Linked DNA regions of Mus musculus: region 2 is linked to region 1. Evidence: chromatin contacts called from public promoter capture Hi-C data. All regions are on one chromosome and are shown on one strand. The core of a region is the stretch at or near the end of the contact, and the rest is flanking DNA. Distances in the headings are between cores, read along the strand shown.

Region 1 (6,301 bases), core at 393-2,892:
GCTGGTGCCTTCAGCACCACACAGACACAGTACGTGTGTGGGCACTGGCTTGGCAGAGCTAGTTTTGATGGTAGCAGAAGTGAGTGTGTAGTGTTCTAAGTGCCTAGCCCTAAAACACCCTGACCCTTCCAGGTGTATTCTACCGTACCTCCCCCACAGGGCTGGCCAGGATGTTTAAGGACAGTGCCTGGCACTTCGTTGGCACTCAGCATGTGCTGATTTTTCTTGTTCTAGAAGATTTTTGGTTCATGGGTAAACCAGCCAATAGAATCCAGTTCTTTTAGCTCCACTTGAATCTAGGCTCTGTCCAGAAAACACAAGATGCATCTCTGTTGGGCCCTGTCCAATCTTGTGAATCATACCAACTTTCAAGTTTGAGCTCAGAGAAGATTGGAATTTGAGGCCAAAGAAGGCAAAATATTTCCCTTTCCCATTCGTGTTAAGTTCTTCAGTGATGGGTAATGGAAACAGATGGCTGTGGGTTCAAACACAGGCTCTATCCCTACCTACCTGCCTGTTTGCATCACAGACGACTTTTGCAATGGGTAGATGGGCCAGAACCCCAGCTCCGAATGATGATGTTAGTTACGCAGCCAAGCACAGGCCACATCCTTACTTATTAGATGGGGAAATAATCTTCCTTTGCAGGGCTGTAAGGACTAGAGACTAATGCATGGAGATATAAACTGACTGCCTGGCAGCACAGGAGGGAAAGGTCTGCAGCCACTTTAACCAGAGCCCTTTAGGGTCTCGGCAGTTTAGGTGGCCAAGTGGTTCCACATTTGATTTATTATCTTTATCCCTCTCCGAGAGCCAAGTAGGTCCTGCCCAAAGGCCACAGCACGTAGAAGACAGGTTTGTTTCACAGCAGAGGTGCCAAGTAGCACCCAAACCCAGTCTCACCCGCCTTTCCACCACGAAGCCCTTGGCGCCAAACAGTGTTGCTTCAGCTGCTAGTACTTAATGTGCCTGTGCTTGGAACCATTTTCAGCTCCTGGGAGCAATATGGAGTGCTCCCTGCTCAGTCCCTTGCTTTCTCCGCGACTAGAACCTGTGTGCTTGAAGACTCCGGTCCAGTTTAACTCTCCTTCAAGGTTCACCAAGTTGTGGGCCCAGGGCCAGTGGAGTGAGGGTGGATGGTGGGGAGGAGAAGGAGGAATTTTGACAGGAAGGGGTCCAGAAGGGTCTTGGCTGACGCAGCATTAGCCATGCTCCGGACCCTAGGGTGGGAGAGGGAACAGGGAAGGTACTTGTGCCCGGGAAGGTTGCAAACTCCTTGAGGAAGAAGCTGAGCGCGGAGGAACTGGAAGGAAGGAGCCCTCTCGGTTCTCCTCAGGTGCGGGGGGCCTGCCTGGGTGCGGTCCCAGCCCGCAGGCTGGCAGGCGGAGGTGGTGCGCTGGAGGCACCCGGTGTTGGGGGCGTGGTGCTGCGGCCGGCCGGGGCGGCGGCGCGAGCTCCCGGGAAGTGGGCCCCCCGCCAAGCCCGGCGCCGTGGGCTCGGCCCTCCCTCTCGGCGCCCAGCGGGACCCTGCGCCTGTGTCGGGAGAGGCCGGCGTCCGGCAGATGCACGCGGGGCGGGGGCCGGGGGAGAGGCGGGGAGAGAGAACCCACAACAAAACTTGGCTCGCTGCGCCCACGGCTCGACTTGAATGACAGGAGCCGGCGCCCGCGGAGCGCAGCGGACACCCGCGAGCCTGTTCCGCCCACGGCGCGGCGCGCAGCGGCAGGTAGGACGCGGGCAGCCGGTGAGCCGAGGGACCACGGGCCACCGGCTGCGCCCGGGCAGCTCTCTCTGACATCCCGCCGTGCTCCCACTGCCACAGCCGCGATAGGGGAGGATCGCCGTATCCCACCCTGTCGGGCGGACCCCGCGCAAGGGGCACGGTTAGGCACACCTCCATATGGGGTGGCGGCCCCCCTGCGGGATCCGGAGCAAGGGGCAGGGGACCCTTTTTTTACTCGATATTCAGTCCCTGCCTTCGGGCTCCTCCCGCTGCGCACATCTGGAAAGAATCTGCGAGCGGATGGGGAGGGGAGGTGGAGGCACACGGGCGGGTGACAGGGACTGTGGGGGCAGGTGGAACTGGGAAGGGGCCTGAACCTCTGCACCGAGAACTGGGACCCAGGGCATCCTGCGTCTTTTCACGTCAGTTTGTCGGGGGCTTCACCGAGTCCAACACCGACCTCTTTACATACAGAAACAAGCACAGAAAGGCAGATATCAGTCCCCAGGGAGCCAGGGCAGGTGAGGCGCACAGTCAAGCAGCGGAACTTGGTTTCGGCAGTTTAGGTGCAGTCTAACTAACACAGGGCACTGCACTCCGACCATTCCGTCTAGGCAGCTGCTTCCAGCGGAACACAGAAAGGGACAGGGCAAGGAGCACGGTCGTCCCCAGGTTGTGTGGGTCTCAGAACCACTATCAGCCTGGTGCAGGGTGGGGGTTGGGGTGGACCGGGATGGGTGAGTTGGAATAGCTGACCTGCAGTCAGGTGGAAGAAGGGGGTGGGGTCGGCTTGGGATTCCAGTGCTGGGGCCCCGGGTTGGGAGGCAGCTGCTGCTGAAGAAGGCGTGCAGGGAGGGCTGTCGCCCAGGCTAGGATGCAGGTGTGCAAGAGGTGGCAGGAGGATGAGCATTAGCAGCCTGCATGTCTGCTGGGGGAGGTGCAACCGCGCTCTGCCTGGCACGAAGAGGCACCTGGTCTGCTGGGCAGACCCCTGGGTAGGCCTTTCCTTCTCCACCTCTCCCTTTTGCCCTGGAAAAGCCCAAATGACCAGATCCCGGGCTCACAGGGCGAACACCACTGGGAAGGGCCCGGGCTGCTCTGGAAAAAGTCATCAATGACTGGTCTGGGGCTTCTGCCCCCTTCCGTACACTCTCGGAGCCCTTGGCCCAGTCTTCGGTGTGTAAGGTAAGAAGTGTCAGATGTCAGAGTCAATGACCTGTGCACCATGAGAGCTACTCTTTGTCCCTTCCGTCTGAATCCTGGGTAGGAGGTGGCACCTGTAGGCTTGTTGGAGCCATACAAAGAGTGTTGATCATGACTTATTGGAACCCTGACGACCCTCTATCACTAACGTCCTGCCATGGTGGTTGATGCCCTCGGCAAGCTGTGCTTTCACAGCCAATTTCTATTCCCCGTTTACATGCTTCAACACACCTGCCTCTTTCCTGCCACTACTCCACACCTTGTCCATGGTTTCCACCCGCTTTGTTCACTTGGGGGAACTCCTACTCAGCCTTCAAGAGCAGCTTGGGGCTATGAGCAGAAGATAACCATTAGTCCTAGTCTTAACTTTAATTGATTAATTAATTAATCTATTTATTTATTTACTTATTGTGTGTGTGTGTGTTCATATGTGCACGCCACACAGCGTGTGTGGGAGTCAGAGGACAACTTGCCAGAATTGGTTGTCTCCTGCTCCTCCGTGGGTCCTGGGATTGAACTTCTGGTTATCAGGCTTGGAGGCAGGCCACTAACCATGACTGGCTGGGCCATCGTGCCCTTGCTTTCCTCCTTTTTAATTGTGTGTTTGTGTGTGCAGGTGCTGGCAAGGGCCAGTGGCATCAGATCCCCCAGAGCTGGGGTTACAGGTGGTTGTGAGTCATCCCAGAGAGTGCTGGGCTCAGTCTTCTGTGAGCAGAGCACTGCTCTTAACAGGTGGGCCATCTCTCCTGTTCCTGACACACACATACACTCTCTCTCTCTCTCTCTCTCTCTCTCTCTCTCTCTCTCAACACAGTTATAAAACAGTTACATTATAAAACAAAAAACAAATTATTTGTACAGGACATGGAGGCGCATGCCTTTAATCGCAGTGCAGCAGGGAATCTGAACAGATGATATTGTAGGCCTTTCTCCTCTGCCTTTCACAAATTCGTTCCACTCCTGGAATCAGGGGAGGCTCAGCCTACCCTTAAAGGACAGAGCCAAGACCTCTGGGCCGAGGGCTCTTGAGGAGTCTGAGATTTCTGAGGTGGGCAGCAGTAGGGACCATTTGCCCTCGAGTTTCCAGCTTGCAAATTAGGAGCATAGTTTATGCCTAGTCCTGAGCCTTCTATTGCTCCATCAAGCTAGAGCCCAGAAGAGAGTCGGAGCTCGGTGAGTGTTCACTGCACTGAGTGCAGGAGGTAGTGCTGGGGTCTGAGCATCTGCTCCAAGCCTCATCCATTCTTCCTTTCTTGCTCTGGAATCCAAGCTTTCCATCCGAGCACCAGCACTGTTCCCTCTTTGTCCCTTGCACAGTCTTGCCCACAGTCCTCTTCATGTCAGCAGCTCCTTATCTTCCAGAAACAAGGTCCATACTCCATGGGTAACTTGTTCTGGACCTGTGGCCATTGTGCCTGCTTGTGTTGTTCCCAGTTCCCACATGCCACAGTCTGGTGAGCTCTGTGGAGTTTTCCACATAGACTCTTTGGTCCCCGGGCCTTCCTAAACACACCCTGGTGCACTGCGATTAAAGGCATGCGCCTCCATGTCCTGTACAAATAATTTGGTTTTTGTCTTATAATGTAAGATAGGTAAACTTAATTTGGTTTAATCCAACATATTAAGTGTTAGGAATTCTACATCATTAGTATTAATGAGGCATTTTACATTATTTTCTGCAGTGCCTTTAAAATCCACACACACTGTGTGTTCTTTAAAGCATGCCTTAATGTGAACTAGCCATACCTTAAAGGCTCTATAGCCTCATGTTGACGTGCGGACAGGGGATCACAAACCTCTTAGCCAGGAGCCTGCCCCAGGTTTCCCTGTAGGACTTGGTGTCCTTGACCCCCAGGAAAGGAGCATGGGGTGGGATGATGCAGAAGCCCTGGAGCTCAGCTTGGCTCCTTAACAGTGGGCCACTGCTAGCTGGTCTCTAAGCGTGATGAAGACATTTTCAGTCCGGTTCAGAACATTGATCTAAATTATATATCTGTACAGATAAGCTTGTGGACTTTTATGGAGACAAGCCAAAGGTGAGAGAAGAAAGCCAGCCTGTCCAGTGAGTACCTTGTGTTTGTGAGGTCCAGCTCCTTCCTGCCTCCATTCCCTGGCCTCCTGCTCTGAGGGAATTTGAGGCCCACTCCCCCCCCCCACCCCCACCCCTACCTCTCCTTGGCTGGTCTGGTTAGAAGACTGTGGAATCAGCTATGGGGGAGGGGAAGATAATGATGTGTAGAGGGGTGGCGGGGGTGGAGGGCAGTGTCACTCGCTGATCTCTACTGGGCTCCCTGGTTCTCTGCTGGACTAGCAGGCTGGGGTTCAAGTCTGCTTAGGCCACATGGACTGTATGTAGAGTTAAAGGACCAGACTGTTACCTTCTTCTTTCCTATCCTTCCCTTGGGATATCTCATCCTCCTAGGGGCCTCTTTATGCTGGCACCTGAGTCCAGTGGGTAGTGGTTATGGTATCACCTACCTGCTCCAGAGGGCAGGGATGTGATCTGCCCTGCCTGTATGTCCAGGACCCAGAGCTGGGTCCAAGACAGGGCATCTGAGAAAGTGAGAGCACAAAGTGGTGTCTGAATGGTGCAGCAGCAGGACTCACAAGTGAGCTGGTGGACTATAGCATCTTCTGGGAGCAAATGGCTTGGGAGAAGCCAGGCCGAGAAGTCTAAGTGGGTCTAGACATGGGATGGTTGAAGAGGGATGCTAGAGTGGGTAATGAAGTGGTTGGGAGGCAGATCATTGCTGTTGAAAGCAGAGTGGGTGATTCTCAACCTGGGGGTCATGACTCCTTCGGGGATCAAATGACCCCATTCACAAGGGTTGTGTGTCAGATATTGACACTACAATTCACATCAGTAGAAAAATTACAGGAAGTAGCAATGAAAATAATTTTATGGCTGGGGGGGGCTGTCACCACAACATGAGGAAAGGCCTGGAGGAAGGGGTTCTCCCTTACTATCCTGTGGAATGTGTTAGGAGAGAGAGTTGGAAGAGTGTCACGCCCAAGCCTTGGGGCCCTACGTGGACGCTAAAACATAGGAACACACCTGCTAGGAGATGGACAAAGGTCTGCCACAGAAGCTGTCAGAGCAACAGCAGTCTAGGTCCTGCCTCAGCTTCCTTCTTGTGAAATAAGGGTACAGACTCCTCAGGACCCAGGCTAGTGAGAGTTACGGAAGGTTTTGCAGCCCTGACTAAGGATGGGGCTTCACAATATTTCTATCACCACATGGGATAGTCCTGATAAGACAGGGTGGCTGTCATCAAGGTCTAAGTGCCAACTGTCTCATGACCTATCGTGACTGCCTGTATACATGCCCAGTGCATTGCTGGGCACTGCGGTGGGCTGAGCTACTCTTCCCATAGG
Region 2 (6,859 bases), core at 1,710-4,209, 87 kb before region 1:
CCCTGCTTGTATCTCAGCTACTCGCCTCTCATAGCTAGAGTTTATGAATACCCACCCTTAAAGATTAGTTTCTTTTACGTGTGTGAGTGTTTTGGCTGCATGTTTGTATGTATGCCACATGTGTGCCCAGTTTCCATGGAGGTCATTAGAGGGCATCAGATACAATAGAACTAGACTTCCAGATAGAACTGGACTCCCAGTTGTGAGTGTCCGATGTGGGTGCTGGGAATGGAACCCAGGCCCTTTGTAAGAGTAGCAGGTACTCTTAGCCACTGAGCCTTCTCTTCAGCTCCAAATGCCCACCCATCTACCAGTCTAAAAACAATTACAAGAGGTGTCTTAGAGAGAGAGTGTTCTTCTGGCTAAATGATGCTTTCTGCCATGGAGACCTATGAGGGGCTCTTACTATAGGTTCTAAGGGTTAGAAAGGGTCTCAGAGCTGGGCAGTGATGGCATATGCCTTTAATTCTAGCACTTGGGAGGCAGAGGAAGGTGGATCTCTATAGGTTCAAGGGAAGCATGGTCAGTTCCAGGAAAGCCAAGGCTATACAGAGAAACTCTGTCAAAAAAAAATTAAAAAGAGCTCAGAAATTGTATACACATGAACACACACAATCCATACAGTCAAATTCCCCTTCTCTTCCTTATTCCATGCTGCGTAGGTTGGTCTCAATATTTGAGCTCAAGCTATTGTCTTAGTTCAACTTCCCAACTAACTATTTCAACAGCTAGCCTGCCCCATAGCAACTGTACGGAGTCAATTGGAGCACTGATCAGTGAATCACTGCTTCTAGAGGAAACAGGATTAGCTTTCTGAGTGTGTGACAATTCTGTCAAGCAAGCACCACAAGATATTCCTTGTTTTGTGTATAAAATTATTGTTTACGGATTTGTCAATAATGAAGCAAGGCCAATAGTGTTAGTCTCACTAGGTTTGTCAATAAGCCTTAAGCACGAGAAGGCAGAAATGCAACAAAGGGGGAGGGTACTGGAAGGACCAAGTAAGACCTTGGAAATCATGGGTTTACATTGTGAGAGCTGGATTAAGAGGGTAGATTGTGTCCTAGTCTGTCCACAGATGAAAGGATGGCTTTGGGAAACATACCGTTCATCATCTCACATGTTGATTGTAGAGTTACAAACAAAGGTGAGTAGGCTAGCCCACAAATACAGACTCTTCAAATAACAATCGGCAGGTTAAAAGAACTTCCAATCAGTTAAGTTGAAGGATAAATCTGATTTTTTTTTTTTTTTTGGAGACAGGGGCTTTCTACATAGCTTTGTCTGTCCTGGAACTGGCTGTGTAGACCAGGCTGACCTTAAACTCATAGATAGCCAGCCACCTGCCTCTGCTTTCCCAAGTGTTAGGATCTGCTTGCTTTCCCAAGTGTTGCTCTGCCACATAAGAAATAATTCACACATAAGATAGGCATTATTCATAATCAAAAGAGGCTCAGGGAGCTCAGCTTTCGAACATGGACAATATTTACAGCTAGAACAATGGAAGGACAGTAAAGAAATAGTAACAGACGAGCAGTCGCTTTACCAGACATGGTCTGACCGATCGGATTATGCTTGACTGGCTGTTACAAAAAAATATGCATAGTTGCTGGGCAGTAATGGCCCAAGTCTTTAATCCCAGCTCTTGGGAGGCAGAGACAGGCGGATTTCTGTATGTGAGGCCAGCCTGGTCTACAGAGCAAGTTAGCCCCCCCCATGCACATTATAACTTCTTCTTCTTCTTCTTCTTTTTTTTTTTTTTTTTTTTTGAGACAGGGTCTCACTTTGCAGATGATTCCAGGCTGGACTTGAATTTGTTTTGAGGCATGTCCACCAGAGAACAGCACACAGACAGTCTGTTTTTTTTTTTTTTTTTAAGATTTATTTATTATTATACATAAGTGCACTGTAGCTGTCTTCAGACACACCAGAAGAGGGCGTCAGATCTCAACTCAGGACCTTCAGAAGAGCAGTGTTCTTACCCGCTGAGCCATCTCGCCAGCTCAGACACAGAAACTCTTTTTTTTTTTCTTTTAAAGGGGATAGTAATAGAGACACAGACACTCTTTTTTTTTTTTTTTTTTTTTTAAGTTTAGGGGATAGTAATATATACCTTTTTTTCCTATTTATTTATTTATTTATTTATTTATGACTGTAGCTGTCTTCAGACACCCCAGAAGAGGGCATCAGATCGCATTTCGGATGGTTGTGAACCACCACGTGGTTGCTGGGATTTGAACTCAGTACCTTTAAGAACAGTCAGTGCTCTTAACCGCTGAGCCATCTTTCCAGCCCGACACAGACACTCTTAAGGCTGAGAACAAACTTCGTATTGATGGCTCCTGGCTACAGAGGATACTTGTCCAATCATGGAAACCCACATTCTGGTTGGCACACTTCAATTAGCAAGAAACAGAACTACGGAAGCCAAAACGTAAGGTTACCACATTTAGAGACTTTCCTGTTTCCTGGAACTATGGACCAGGTCTTTGATGGATTTTGGTCTTTGTACCATTTTTGGCAGAGATCTGCCTGCCTCTTCCTCTCGTGTGGAGATATTAAAGGTGTGAACCACTAAGCCCTGATCTGACTTAATTTTTAAAAAACATCTTATCCGCACATAGAATTCTGACTTTATTAGTGTACATCGTGCTTTTTGCTCATATACTGCGTGTTGTAACTACTCTCACACATACAGAACGTCTCTAACACTCTAGAGAATCCCCACAGGATTCTGAGTTTCCTCTGAGGCCAGAGCTTCCATTTTAGGCCTTCCCTCTCTCACTGTAAAAAGAGGAAGCACAGAAACCGAGGCCTCCTTGAGAAACTTTGCCTGAGTCTAACACAGTAGGTCAAAAGAACCCATAAAGGACTTGGCTCTAGGATCGCCACGCATGCGTACATCCTCTACCCTGCCTCCTCCGGTCGGTTCCCGTAACTCGGCCCCGCCCCTGACGCTGCGGCCCCGCCCCCGACGCCTGGGGTTGGGATAATCGGACCCGACCCGGCTTTGGTTCTGCAAAGCCTCAGTCTGTAGGAGACCTTCGCTGCTGGAGCCATGCCTTCTGTCGCTTTGAAATCTCCGCGCCTGCGCCGGGTGTTCGTGGTCGGCGTTGGCATGACCAAGGTAAACAGAGTTGTGAGCAGCGAGAGATCTGCCTCTGTTATTCCCCGCAGTCCGAGGCGACAGGGAAGCGCGGCAAGGGGACGGTCACAGTCTGCGCTGCTGTCCCTCTGACCTTTCCCTCCAGAGAGGCGACCTGAGGGTGTATGATGCTGTCACTAGGGTCTCAGTATCTTGGGCTTGTTCTCTCAGTCATTTTTTTTTTTTTTAAAGATTTATTTATTTATTATATGTAAGTACATGTAAGTAAGTACATTGTAGCTGTCCTCAGATACTCCAGAAGAGGGCATCAGATTTCGTTACGGATGGTTGTGAGCCACCATGTGGTTGCTGGGATTTGAACTCCGGACCTTCGGAAAAGCAGTCGGTGCTCTTAACCACTGAGCCATCTCGCCAGCCCCTCTCAGTCATTTTTTTATTCGCCTTCCTGTTTGCTTATTCTAGCTTTTTAGTCTGTGAAGGAGCCCCCAACACAGCACAAATCTCACACTTCCTTAGATTCTAAATCCCGAGTAGGCCGGCCGGGTGGTTCACATCTCTAGTATGAGCTTTAGGAGATGCAGCCAGGAGAACTGCTGCGAGTCTGAATCATATCAAGACCTTGTTTCACAAAACAAAGCAAACCAAACCGACAAACAAAACAAAACAAACAAACATGTGGTTGCTGGGATTTGAACCCAGGACTTTCAGAAGAGCAGTCAGTTCTCTTACCCGTTGAGCCATCTCGCCAGCCCTATCTTGTCTTTCTTACCTCTAGAGCCTTGAGCTTAGCTCTAATTTACTTTGATGCACTGGGATTCTTTGTTCAGATGACTATATTCTCCTAATGTATTGCTACAGGGTGGGTACCACAATTATTTACTGCTGTATCACTCACAGTGATAAATCACTCGTGCCTAATGACAGTGAATGTTAGATGATTGATATTAAATGGATTTACTGGTGAAAGAGTTACTGTGAAGAATCTTTTTGTACTGTAAAAAAAAAAAACAAAACCCAAATTTTACATTATCTTAGTAACAGGTGAAAACAAATAATTTATTCAAAACATGTAAATAGAAAAGTTGACTAATATGTTCTAAAACTTAAAGGGCATCCCACTGTTTCTCAGAGGGGGAGCTTCTCATATAGTAAGTAGGTGGGCAGTAAAACTTTCCAGAATATTCTCTAGATTTTTTTTTAAAAAAGTATCTTATATGGCCCTGGCTGGCTTTAAACTTCTGATTCAGTCTCTCAAACTGCCCCCCCCCCTCTGAACCTGCAAGTGTCCCTGATCCCCATGCCCTGCTAGTATGTTGTTCCATTTTAAAGTGTCTTCCCATGATTGCTTAATGTCTGTTTATATGGGCTGTATAGAAAAAGCATAGTTTCTGAAAAAAAAAAAAAGATATGTTTAATTTTTTTCTAGTTGGGAGGTGGAGGTGAAGGGGATATTAATATTCCTTAGGGAAGAGAAAAAGGAATTAAAGATGGTTTCATCATTTAAGCATATATGCAGTACATGTGCTATGTGTTATATGTGAGGGTGACCGTGACAAAAATGAATAAAAGCAAGATTGGGCAGGGGACATGACTCACTCGGTAGACTGCTTGCCAAACATGCATGAAGCCCTGGGTTCTATCCCTAGTCTGCATACACCAGGCATGGTGATGTCCACCCATTGTTCCAGCATTCAGAGGGTAGAGACAGGAGAATCAGAAGTTCAAAGCTGTCCTCAAGTTTACATAGCAAGTTCAGAGCCAGCCTAGCTTTTGTAAGACCTTACTTTAACCAAAGAGCAAGGGTCAGCAAAGATGGCCAGTGTGTGAAAGGCTTGACAGTCAGAGTTTGGCCCCTTGCCCTCACTTAGTATGAGTGTGCCCCCTACACATATACACACATACTTACACACTAACAAACTGAAGATATTTATTTTATAAATATAGTATTTGTATCATATATAATATAATTTTTATAAATAAAAAATATATATTTATTTATTTATTATATTTTTTGAGACAGGGTTTCACTGTGTAGCCTGGGCTGTCTTGGAACTCACTCTGTAAACCCAGCTGGCCTTGAACTCACAGAGATCTGTCTGCCTCTGCTTTCCGAATACTGGGATTAAAGACAGATTTTTAAAAACCCACATAAACAAACAAAAAAGAAGAAAGAGAGAGAAAAAAGGAGAGTTTGACATTTTTAGTTAAGCAAGGAAGATTGAAAAAATGAACTTATCTCTTGGTTTTTTTTTCTTCCAAGTATCATTAAAACAGTGAGGAACAATACACATTGGAGCAGCAACTGTAGGAGAGATGCCAGAAAATATTAAAAGCGGATGGAAGCCAGGTTTGGTGGCATCCCGGCACTCTGCAGGTGGTGGCAGAATTGTCTCAAAACCAAACAAAACCCAACTACCACAAAAAAGGGGAATTAATTGAAATTCTCCGTGTGATGCTACCTAGCTTTGTTTGTAGGAAACATACCCAAATGTATACTACCTTCCTGGCAGAGGTTGGGGGAAATATTTGAAATGATTCCAGGAAAAAGTCAGCTTGATGTGACATTGTCTTGTGGTGAAACTTAGCAGATGATGAGTTTCACTCATGCTCAGACACCTTAAATAGCATTAAATAACATTAAAAAAAGGCTAATGTTACTGTGTGTATGGGGTGTGTGTGTTTGTGTATGGTGTGTGTGTGTGTATGGTATGTGTGTATGGTGTGTATGTGTGTATGGTGTGTGTGTGTGTATGGTGTGTATGTGTGTGTGTGTTGTGTGTGTGTGTGTGTATGGTGTGTATGTGTGCACGTGTTTGTGCACATGCAGTGGTGAGCACTCTCTGAGCTCAGATGACAACTTTGTGGAGTTGATTTTGTCTGTCCATCTTTTTGTGAGTTGTGAGGAGTCCGGGTCACCAGACTTATATGGCAAGCACCTTTTACCTGCTAAACCATCTTGCCAGCCCTGTTGAAACTTTTTATTACTTTTTAAATTGGTTATTGGCCCTGAGGATCAAACCCAGTGCCTTAAGCTGGGAGATGCTGTAACACTGAGGTAGGGTCCTAAGCTTCCAGGATAGGAAGTTTGAAGGCAGCCTGAGCACACAAGAAGCCCTGTCTCAAAAATCCAACAAACAAACAAACAAACAAACCAACAGTGAATGCACAGAAATACTGAAGCTGAGTGGGAAGCAGTAATGTGAATATAATGAGATTTTTCATCTGTTAAAACTATTCCTAGCACGACCACACGAAGAGACCTAGAAACAGTAACCAAATCAATGGTACTCTAGATGCTAAGACCTAGGTCCTGAAATATCTTTATTTTTTTTCCAGAGAGAGGGTCTTACTTAATCCCATTCAGGCCTCAAACTCACTATGTAGCTGTGGATAACTTTGAACTTGTAACCCTCCTGCCTCTGCCTCCTGAATATCCAGATTACAGATGTGTGCTACCATGTCCTGTTTCTGTGCTCCTGGGGATAGGGCCCATGCGTGTTAGATACTCTACTGACTGAGTTAGACCTCCAGGCTCCCAGGCCCTTAACCCCTGAAATATCTTTTTCTGTGTAGAGAACCAATTGGTTGAAGAAATTACAAAATCTAGGTGAGGTAAGAAATGATCAAGATAAGTCTGGTGACTTTTGTCAGTTAATTGTGAAGAAATCAGAGCCCCTTTGGGTTATGTCAAGAGTCAGGTGTCAGGGTGACTAGGACAGTTGAACTTTTTGTGTGTGTGTACCCATGTGTGAA

The links. Capture Hi-C pulls out chosen DNA fragments and counts their contacts.
Region 2: a promoter capture Hi-C map of liver shows a contact between it and region 1. The contact joins the promoter of Scp2 here to the promoter of Podn in region 1. A contact is called at or near these places in 10 of 39 promoter capture datasets (the 3T3-L1 cell line, 3T3-L1-derived adipocytes, cranial neural crest and 6 more), 1 of 15 datasets of contacts at CTCF or cohesin (the NIH/3T3 cell line), 4 of 484 Hi-C or Micro-C datasets (DN2 thymocytes, bone marrow-derived macrophages and liver), 2 of 115 datasets of contacts at active chromatin or transcription factors (both in embryonic stem cells) and 3 of 9 other capture datasets (adipose tissue, liver and pancreatic islet).

The regions. Positions count from the first base shown.
Region 1 is chr4:108,027,295-108,033,595 of GRCm38.p6, reverse strand. It overlaps Podn (podocan), which reads left to right and starts at 1,642. Exons shown (of 13, transcript NM_172874.4): 1 at 1,642-1,726; 2 at 3,543-3,658; 3 at 4,928-4,988; 4 at 6,301.
Region 2 is chr4:108,114,647-108,121,505 of GRCm38.p6, reverse strand. It overlaps Scp2 (sterol carrier protein 2, liver), which reads left to right and starts at 2,959. Exons shown (of 16, transcript NM_011327.4): 1 at 2,959-3,127. The coding sequence starts at 3,059.